Linked DNA regions of Gossypium hirsutum: region 1 is linked to region 2. The links are chromatin contacts, called in public Hi-C maps. All regions are on one chromosome and are shown on one strand. Each heading gives the region's core, a stretch centred on a gene start, on an enhancer-like site or on the middle of the called end of the contact. The rest is flanking DNA. Distances are from core to core; before and after follow the strand shown.

What was found. A called contact is a pair of places that touch in the nucleus more often than the background predicts.
Region 1: a Hi-C map of leaf shows a contact between it and region 2, with 1.9 times the contacts expected there. The contact joins the promoter of LOC107953315 here to the promoter of LOC121232120 in region 2. A contact is called at or near these places in 4 of 34 Hi-C or Micro-C datasets (all in leaf).

Annotation. Positions count from the first base shown.
Region 1 is chrA07:12,431,985-12,437,164 of Gossypium_hirsutum_v2.1, forward strand. LOC107953315 (protein RALF-like 27) reads right to left here and starts at 1,586. Exons shown (of 1, transcript XM_016888576.2): 1 at 836-1,586. The coding sequence starts at 1,462. The coding sequence ends at 1,127. It overlaps LOC107955911, which reads right to left and starts at 3,550. Exons shown (of 1, transcript XM_016891693.1): 1 at 3,191-3,550. The coding sequence starts at 3,550. The coding sequence ends at 3,191.
Region 2 is chrA07:12,295,668-12,300,958 of Gossypium_hirsutum_v2.1, forward strand. It overlaps LOC121232120 (cytochrome P450 85A), which reads right to left and starts at 3,263. Exons shown (of 9, transcript XM_041117580.1): 1 at 2,938-3,263; 2 at 2,539-2,860; 3 at 2,307-2,456; 4 at 1,977-2,225; 5 at 1,810-1,896; 6 at 1,637-1,715; 7 at 567-673; 8 at 365-489; 9 at 1-267. The coding sequence starts at 3,131. The coding sequence ends at 180.

The sequences.
Region 1 (5,180 bases), core at 336-2,835, 130 kb after region 2:
AAGGAAAAGAAATCAAGGTGAATTGGGAAATCCAACCAGTATGGGATGATATAGTGGTGATGAGAAGACTCTTCCCGTTTACAAGATATTGTGGGAATGATACTAAAGCCCTATACCGGGCATGTAATGTAGCTGCTACAGTACTTTCAACTTGTTAAATTAGATTTGTAAGTATTTTTACTTGTATTACTTGTATGTTTTCATTTTGTTCATCTATCAATAAAAATTTCGAATCATTTTTAATTCGACTTATTCAAGTGTACTTTTATATGATTAAATAAGTAAATAAAATTTTCGAAATTGGATAAAACGTAACTAATAAACAATAAGATATTATATATACCACTATCTCTTCTCCAAAAATTTATGTTAAAAAAATCTAAGATAATATACTGGATGTGTCTTCAAATTTCAAACCCATATGTAAAAATAGATACAATCTTGCAATTCAAGTTCATGATCTGTTTTCTTTGAGAATGAACGTTTAGAATTCATATTTTCAATTTTTTATTCATATACAAAATCAGATTAGTTTCCTTAATTATTTTCCCTCGAATTCATTCAATTTCCTTCGGTTAAAATACTCGAGAGGTCCCTATATCATAATGACTAGATTAAACTATTCCCTCTATTATTAAATAGATCAATTTAGTCCCTATAAATTAAATAATTCCAAGTTATAACAGAATTAACATTTACTATAAAAAATATCTTGAATTTTTGTTTTCAATTGCAGTTCAATTTCAAACAAAATATTTCATTTAAAGAATCATAAAAACTTTAAAAATATTAACTCTATTAAATAGTAAATGATATATATTTTTTAAACAGTAAATATTAAATCTATTCTAATTTAGTCTTATTTGGATCTTTTCGATAGTACAAAGACTAATTTGATCAAGTCTCTATATTACAGGGACCTCTAAGGTACATCACCAATTTCTTTGCCATATCTCTGGTTTTTCACACCATACCTTATGATTATGCGAAGAACACAGTTCTTAAACTCACAATGATTTGTATAAAGTCACAATATATCTACTAACAGAAGAACAGTAACATCAAAAACCAAACACAAAAACAAAACATCAAACCTTCCATATATTTTTAGTCCTAATTTATTTTTTCATTTGACTCCCCTCTTGCAACGATTATATGTTGTACAAGGCCGATAATCAGGACCTGCAGGTTTTATACAATTCCCATAAATATACGCATTGCAAACCGGTTGACGCTGTAACCCTCGATAAGATATAGGAGTATCTGCAGCAAGTCTCCTTCGTTTCACCTCGGATTCACCGAACAACACCACTTGTTCTTCATCTTCGATGAATTCACCAATTGTTTCATCGTATTTCGTAGTGTTTGGTTTGCTCTCAGGAAAGGCTAAAGCTGCTGATTTGGTCACACTGTTGTTGATTAACAGCAAAGAAGCTAATATGAACAATGGAAAATATCCCATTGTTCCTCTTTTGATCTTTTTTTCTTTTTCCGATTTGTTTTTCTGAGTTTGTAGCCACTTGAATAAATAATATGTTGGGAGATTATCTATAAGAAAAAGTTGTAAATTGAGGATAAGTAATGAAAGGGTATGGTTTCATTAATTGGTTTAAGGGTCTTATAGTGGGGCCTTTGCTATTTCATCTTCAAATTTGGTGAAAGAAAATGACAGTGATTTTGCTTGACTTGGTCAAGTTTTATTTTTAATTTTTTAGAAAAAACTTGAAAACTAAGATTAAAATTACCAGTTGGATATATTTTTTTTCTTTTTAATTTTGTTGGTGTAACATTTTGAAATAAAAAATATTCAAAAATAGCATTCTTATAAACCTGAATTTAACAAATTTATTTACAGAATTAATATTTGGATCTGAATTTTAAAATTTGAAAAGTAAAAAGACTAAATTTCAAACTCATAAAGAGTATAGAAAATTATGACATTTTTAAATTAGACCTTTTGATACTAAAATGCCACATATTCAAATTTAATAATATTATTAATTAGATTTTAATTTTTAAATTAAGAATTAAATATAGAGAAGTTAAATTATAAAAAATTCAAAGAATATAGAAACTAATGACAAAATTAAACCTTCGATTTTGCATTGAATTTAGTTCGGTTTCCAAAGACTAGTGCAAATCCCCACCAATTTCGGCCAATGCAGGGGGCAAATGGAAATTAGAACACGAAAGGCCATCACTGAGCCCCAAGAGTACAATAATTATGGTTTGTCAATACATGGAGTGCTGGCATCAGCTCTCTCAGGATAAAAAATTAAAATCCATAGTTTTGGCTAAATAAAATGTTTATTGAATTTTATGTGTCAATTGAACATATCTCTTGTTTTAGGTACATACTTAACCGATTCCTAATCCAATTAATTCCAATAACATGATAAAAATAATAAAACATTGAGTCTCAATAATTATTCTCTAATATTAACCAAATCTCTTACTCTGCTTAAAAAATCTAATTAATAATTATAACTACATAATATATTATAAGTATAATGATAAACTTTTAAATAAATAAATTAGAATCGAAATAGAGTTATTATAAATAAATTCTTTAAAATATGAGTTGAATTTATAGACGTAACATAAAAATTAATCAAAACATAAGCACTACATGAAAAATAATATTAACATATATGAATTTATGGATGATTGTGCATATTGAAATCAATATATGATAAGTTTAAAAGTTATATAAGTCTATAAATTTTAATATGAATATATAAATGAGACTTTTCGGAGTTTAATATTAATAATAATATAAATCACAAATAATATATGTTGGATTAATTAGAACTGAAATAATCTAAATATGAAATAAAATAGGCTAAAAATTGGAAAATAGCTAAACTTAAGTTAAAATAAATTGAGATAAAATTTATACATAATAAAACTTAAATTTAGAATAATTTAAAAGAGAACTCACACATAAAATTTCATATATTTAATCATTCAAACTAATCTTAAAAAACCAATACCCTTTTAGTTGTTCTTAAAACAATATGCTCCAATTAAAAATTCTACACCTCAATGAATTGAGGACAGCTTTTGTATAAGTGTATAGATTATTATGAGAATTATAATGACAAGATTAAGAAAAGCAACATATAAAATTGCTTACTCAAAACATAGATGAAATAAGCTAAAAACAAATTTAACAATCTTGAAAAAATGATTATCGAACTCCTCGCTTGCATCGTGTATACACAGTACAAGGTCGATATGATGGACCAATAGGTACAATGCAATTACCGTAGATGTTACCATTACAAACCCCCGGCTTCTGAATAGCTCCATAACATATATGACGACCACGATCGTATGTTGGTCCTCCTTGAAGTAGACGTTTAGACGAGTGACTGCCTCCGTTTACATTACGGCCACAATATTTGGTTAAAGTGGAATTGCATAGGGTGGTGGTGACGGCATTGTTTTGATCTAAGAAGATGGAAGTTTCAAAGGCATATATGGGGAAAACAATAGCAAAGATTGCAAGAGAAACGGAGAGAATTCCTCTAGTGAAATCATTTCCCATTGTTGTTCTCTCTTTTTTGCCTTTGGAATGATAACTTACATATGCTCCTATATGAGGTTAAGTGATCATCTAATTGATTAGAATTCCTTTTGCTTTTTTATTTTTATTTCCACTAACTTTACTTTAATGAAGATTGGTATCATCTTTTGCTTTAATAAAGCACACCAATGACATGAGAATATAATATAAAAAGATAAAGTAGGTAAATCATTTTCTCTTTTTTTTTTGGAAAGTTAAATTCTATTCTTTTTATTGTAATAATTAGGGAAAAAATTTGTTTGTAGCATCATTGACTTGACCAAGAGAAAAATACTAACCGATCAATACAAAAAACCAAGCTTCTAGGAAGCCGGTAATATAACTAAATTTCATAATTAAAAGTGTTCCACTATACAAATATATACTTCCTACATTTCTATTAAAATAAACATTACTAATTATTATAAAATAGAGATTTTGGTCCGATTAAGTCGAGTTGAGGTTTGATTTTAAAAAAAATATTTTCAGGCTTAAGTATGAGCTTGACTCGACTTGACCTTTTTAAAAAGCTCATATTATTATTTAAAATTAGATCTGTTCATGAGTCGGGCTACTCACCTAAATCCAAAAGCCCATTCAAAATTTGGGAGGTTTAGATAAAAATATTAGGTTTGTAAATGAGCTCGGGTAAAAAAATTAGACTCGTTTAAAATATGGACCGGGCTCAAGCTTGAACATTAATACTTTATATTAGGTAGTTTATAACATATTAAAAAATAAACCTATATTAAATATATAATATTACTCTTATTTAAACATTAAAATAACGTTAAAATGACTATATAAAAATTTTCAATAAATAAAAAAATTATTAAATTATTAAATATAAATGAAAATTGCATAAATATTTTTTAAAAAAATTAAAAATAATATGAGTAGGCCTAAAATGAGTTTGGGTTAGTATTTTGTAAATATGGGAGGGCTAAGATAAAATTTTAGACCCATATTTCGTGTCGGGCCGAGCTTGAGCAAACATAAAGTATATTAATATCATGCTTAGGTTCGACACGAATCCAACTCGACCTAGCCCATGAGTATCTTTATTTAAAATTAATAAAATATATAAAATTTTTATTGATATTTATATATTTTATAATTAAATTTAAACAAAAATATTTTAAAAATCATTTAATTGAAACTTGAGTCGAACTGAAGACAAAAAAATTCTTATTCAAATTAAACTCAATTCAAACAAAATTGACCGAGTCTAACAGATTACCCAATCTATGAACAAATCTACTACAAAAACTCCATCACCAAACTCACCCTACACACTTCTCACACACATAATCGCTTTATTTTTCCACAAAGAACAAATTTAACAAATTTAACTTGGTCGACATTTTCTTCTTAGCTTGATGGTAAAATTAAGGGTTTCTTTGAATAGACAATGTGCTTATCTATAATTAGTATACAAATAATGATCACAATAAAAATCTATAACAGTACTATAATGTGAAACAGAAAAAAAAACTAAATGTACCCCACTGAGAATAAACTCCATCCAAAAGGAACCTAATTATATAAAAGTAAAGTTTTCTTTGAGTTCGAATTTGATAAATATTATATGCATTTTATCTTACAGAGTAAG
Region 2 (5,291 bases), core at 2,013-4,512:
CGACCGGATATATACAACCCAAGTGAGGGAAAATACGGCATATGCAGCCTTTTGCACTTCGATCTGACTTAAGTATCGGAGTGTGTTCTAAAATCGAACTCCAACCCTAAACCTCTTTTCTTTTTTTTTTCAACTTAACAAATCATTATATCATATGTACATATACATCTCTTTAATAGTTAGTAAGATGAAACCCTAATGTGTAGTCCATTTGGTGCTTCAACTCTTGGAAATTTCATCAATTTTTCTCCCCCAATTTCTTCCCATCTGCACTCCAAGAAAAAAAAAACCCATTAATTAAGATCATTAACTTTGTTAAACAAATGTATTTTCGGATTAAAAAACAGTGATTAATTTATGTTACCTGTATCTAGTTATAAAATAATGAAGAAATGTTGAAATTTCTGCAATTCCTAATTCTTTTCCAGGACATTGCCTTGTACCTCCTCCAAATATCAAGAAATTACTTTGAGATTCCAAGCTTTTGTCCTACATTCATTAATACTTTCATATCGTTGATAAAAAAAATTAAATAAAAAAAAGAGAAAAATATGATCATTACTAACCATCCATCTCCATGGATTGAAAGCTAATGGATCAGGATAGATGAAAGGATCATAGTTTATCTCTCTTGTATATACGTAGATTCTCCATCCTTTAGGGACCACAAATCCTGACAAAAAGAAAAATGAAAAATTGGGGATTAAGTTTGTGATTTGAACCCACAAATTTATGTTTTGAAGTGAACAGGCAGTGCTACTAGACCAAAAGCTGGGATTCAAGATTAAGTATGTTATTGAACTTTAAATTGACAAAGGCCCACCAATTTATCTAGAGGGCCAATGAAAATCTAATCATTTGGCTAACTGAGTTTCTAAAGAAAAAGTTTACCTTGATATATATATTGAAAAAGCTACCTTTCTTTTAAGAAAATCATTGAAAATAAGACCATGAATGATCCATAGGGATTGCCTAGCTGGATTGGTAAGCATTCCATGTAAATCATGATAGACCTAAGGTCCACATAGGGAAGATCATTTCATGTCTATTACATTTTCCCTTCTACACACATACACATCTATACACTATGGGTTAAATCACCATTTAGAGCCTAAAATTGGTAACAACTCTCACATTACGACTTAAACTTTTTATTGTTTTATGTTAGTGCTTGAACTTGATAATTGTTCCTATATTGAGGCCTAAACTTTAGATAATTATTCTCACATTGAGCTTGACAATTATTTCCATATTGGGACTTAAGCTTAGCAATTGTTCTCACATTAGAACCTTATTTTTAGAGTTTTCAAGGAAATATCAAAGATTAATTTGAACTAAAAAAAGTTTAGGCTTCAATGTGAGAACAATTGCCAAATTCAATGACTGATTTGGACAAAAAAATAATTTAAGGTCTAATATAAGAGTAATTGCCAAGTTCAATGACTAATTTAAAAAAAAAAATTTAGACCAAAAAAGTGATTTAATCTAATGTTTATATTATATATAACTTTTGCAAAGTGCAAACTCAGCTTCTTGAGCCCATAAAGCTCATATTACAAAAGGTAAGGATCAAAAAGAATTATTTTCAATATATGGATCCCACACTTTAATAATATATATTTAAATGCTCACTTACCATTTAGTTCCATTTCTTCAGTAGTTTTCCTTAAAACCCCATTAACAATAGTAGCTAATCTTGAAGTCTCAAAAATCACCTGCATAAAAAAACAAAATCACTATTTAGTTCAAAATAAATTACTCATTAATAAAAATAATGTCTCAAAAAAAAAAACCCACAATTTTTCTTACAGCTCTAGTGAACTTCATTGGCTTAAGATCATTCCATTCAATCGGGTCCTCTGGTCTTTTCTTTTCTCTAATTGCCATATGTTCTTTCTGTAAATTTGTTCATCAATAGATCAAAAAAATTTCATTACAAAGATATGAAGAACATGATTTTTTTTTTTGTTACTTACTCTTAGTTCTTCAAGAATAGATGGATGATCATGTAGGTACTTAACGGCCATCATCGATGTCGTCGACACGGTCTCGTAACCAGAATACAAGATGGTAATGATTTGATCAATGATCTCAGCATCACTTAATTTGTATCTATTATTATCATCTTTGCTCATCAAGTAAGCAAGCATGTCCTTGTGTGATTCTTGACAGCCTCTTCTCTTTCCTATCAGTTGCTTTAGTATTGTAAGTATAATTTTCCTTGCCTGCAAGGTGATAAATGAACAACTTAATCGACTTGAGACTATGGAATGTAATGAAAAACAAAATGCTGATGGATTTTTTACCTTAAGTCCTCGTCGATAATTCGTACCGGGGAGATCGATAGGCAGCGATAAAGTCCCCAACACTAATTTAAAGAACTCATGCATGAATTCTCGTGCTATTGAAGTTGATTCAACACTTGCAATTTGTTTAAGTGATGATAAAAATGCCATCTACAGACATACACAAAAATACATATTAGGAAAACAGAGGAAAACACCTATGAACTAATGCAAAGCTGTAAAAGAAACAAACCTGTTTGGTCTTTTCTTGAATGTCAATGATTTTATTATCCCAATCACTCACAAAATTTCTCATGAATTCATCTATTTTAGGCAAAAGTTGTTGTTTAATCATAGTAGGACTAATGAGAGCAAGCAAAGCTCCTCTCATTTGTTTATGTGTAGAACCATGAACAGCTGCAATGTTACATTTACCCAAGATATCTAACATGGACTGTGGATAACCAGGAACAAGACCTTTAGCTTCATTCATTAGTATATATCTATTAAGCTCTGGATCCATGGAAACAGCTGTAGGACATCCTAGTATATGTGATTTGAAGAAACTCCCATACCTGTAAGGACCAAAATGAAAAAATTACAGAATGTTTGAGAACATTTGAAATGAGAGCGGGGTATGGGGGCAGTTTACCTTGCTCTTTGGTTTTTCATGAAATTAGGACCTTGTTTGAGAAACTCTGTGGTTTCACCAAAGATTGGCCAACCCATAGTACCAGGAGGCAACCCTTTTTTACTGAACTTAAGTTCATTCCATCTTAACAAAGCAGTGCATATAGAAAGGGCCAGAATGAACACCAGTACCAAAACCACCATGAAAAGAGCCATTGTTTTTTTTTTTCTTCTTTTAAAGATCTCCAAAAGCTCTGCAAAAATGGTTATGGGAGTTCTCTCATTAGTCTACATATACTAAAGGGGTGCACACACACCCATATATATATAGGAGTGTAAAGTGTTAAAACCCATAGTCCCACACACCCCTCTCTCTATGTATAGTCCATTGACAAGATAAAAGACATATAGGCTGAACCATGCAGCTCATTAGGAAAGGACCCTACACCTTAAAAAAAGAATTTCAAGGAAATTATATATATTTATTTTAAACATTTAAAAAAGAAGAAGAAGAAGAAAGAAACAGACTATGCAGATTAAGAAAGAATTCATTCTTCAAGAATACGGGGGCATGAATGTTTGTTTGATAGTAAAGATTTTACAGTCTTCTACCAGTAGAAGTAAAAGTAAATTAATCTCAATAATGAAAGAGCAAACCGATTTTTTAATTAAAAATTTTCATTTATTTCTATTATTAAAAATTAATATTTACACATTAATATAATGTACATGTGACATTTCACGTATCACTATTTATATCTACATTTTTTAAGAGTATAAATAGATAAAAAATTTAATAGAAAAAACTAATTTGTTCTTTGAAAAAATATATAAAAATTAATTTTTAATTTTTAAAATAAATAAAATATAATATAATTTAACTTTAAATGAAAGAACTGCATTAGGAGAATGAACCCAATTCTTGTCTGTTTCTTCACATACATATAATGTATGTATATGTGTGTGTGTGTGTATGGAATTACAAAGAAGTTATCTGGATATAATTGGAATAAAAACTAGATGAAAGATGCAACTAATTCAGTCAAAGTAAAATAAAGGTAAAGGTTGGAAATGTGTGATGAGGGTAAGAGGCACATGCATACCACCCTATTGGACCTAAAAATTATATATCTCTCTCTATATTACATAATATAATATATATTATATATAAGCTTACTTCCAAAGCACAGTGCTTCACATGTCTGTCAACAAGATCTGTTCATGGATATACAAAAAAGACCACTAAAAGACAGGCTCCTGGTTACCATGTGAATAAGTGAAGAGAGAGATAGAGAAAGGGGTTTGGTTCCATTGTAACTACTAGTTTCAAGCTTTTGACTGCCCCTCTTTGGCTAAAAGTACCATGGATGTTTTCTTTATTAGGGGTTGGGTTGTTTTGTTTTTTTTTTAAATACACATTACACGTTATAAATAACTGTTTGATTATTTTATCATTTATGTTAATGTTTAACCATAAAATGGAATTTTTTTTAGTACCCAAAGGAAAATTTTATTTTAAAAGCTTGAAATTAAATTATTATTATTATTTTATTGCAACTTATATTTGTGTCTCAGGTTTGTTTTCAACAGAGACTAAAAATGAAAAAAGAAGAGCAAACAGTACAGTTTACAGACTTAGATTGATTACGTGAAGAAGTAGAATTCTTTTGCTTTCTTTTTGATTGATTATACGTTGTGCAGTGTACTTTGGAGGAGATGTACTTTTAACAAATTTATAATTATAATTTTGAAAATACTACTGGTAGAAATTTAAGTTTTGAGATTTTAAATTTGATTTGATTTATTTAATTTTATAATTAATTACTATTCATAAATTTTGAAAATTTAGAGATATATCTAAAATTTTAAGATTTAATTATGAATTTCATCTATTTAGTAGTCCATTTACTTTAATTTGTTACACACCAACTTTAACTATTGATTTTTTGTTAATTCATTGTATATAAATTGTTGAATGACAATTTTCAGTAAAATAAAATTATGAAAAATTAAAACCGAGGGGGCTAAATTCTCAATTTTTAGCAAGGTGTTTAATTATTGAAATACAAGGAAAGAAAACACTAAGCATTTGTCTTGATGTAAAATTGGAATCAAGAAAACCCTGAATTTCTTTTCCGAGAATTAAAGTCATTTCTTAGGTAGAGTTTAATTAATTTTACTATTACTATGAACTGACCTTACTAATTATCATTCAAACAATCTTTTCATTACCTTCAGTAGACATCTTTGGATATTTGTGATCAATTCCGAATCATATTATTTAATTATTAAATATTGTTAGGAGAGAGAAAAAAAACCCCAATAAATTGTCTCTAAACAATTTTTTTTATATAAATAATGGACTTTTTCTTTTTT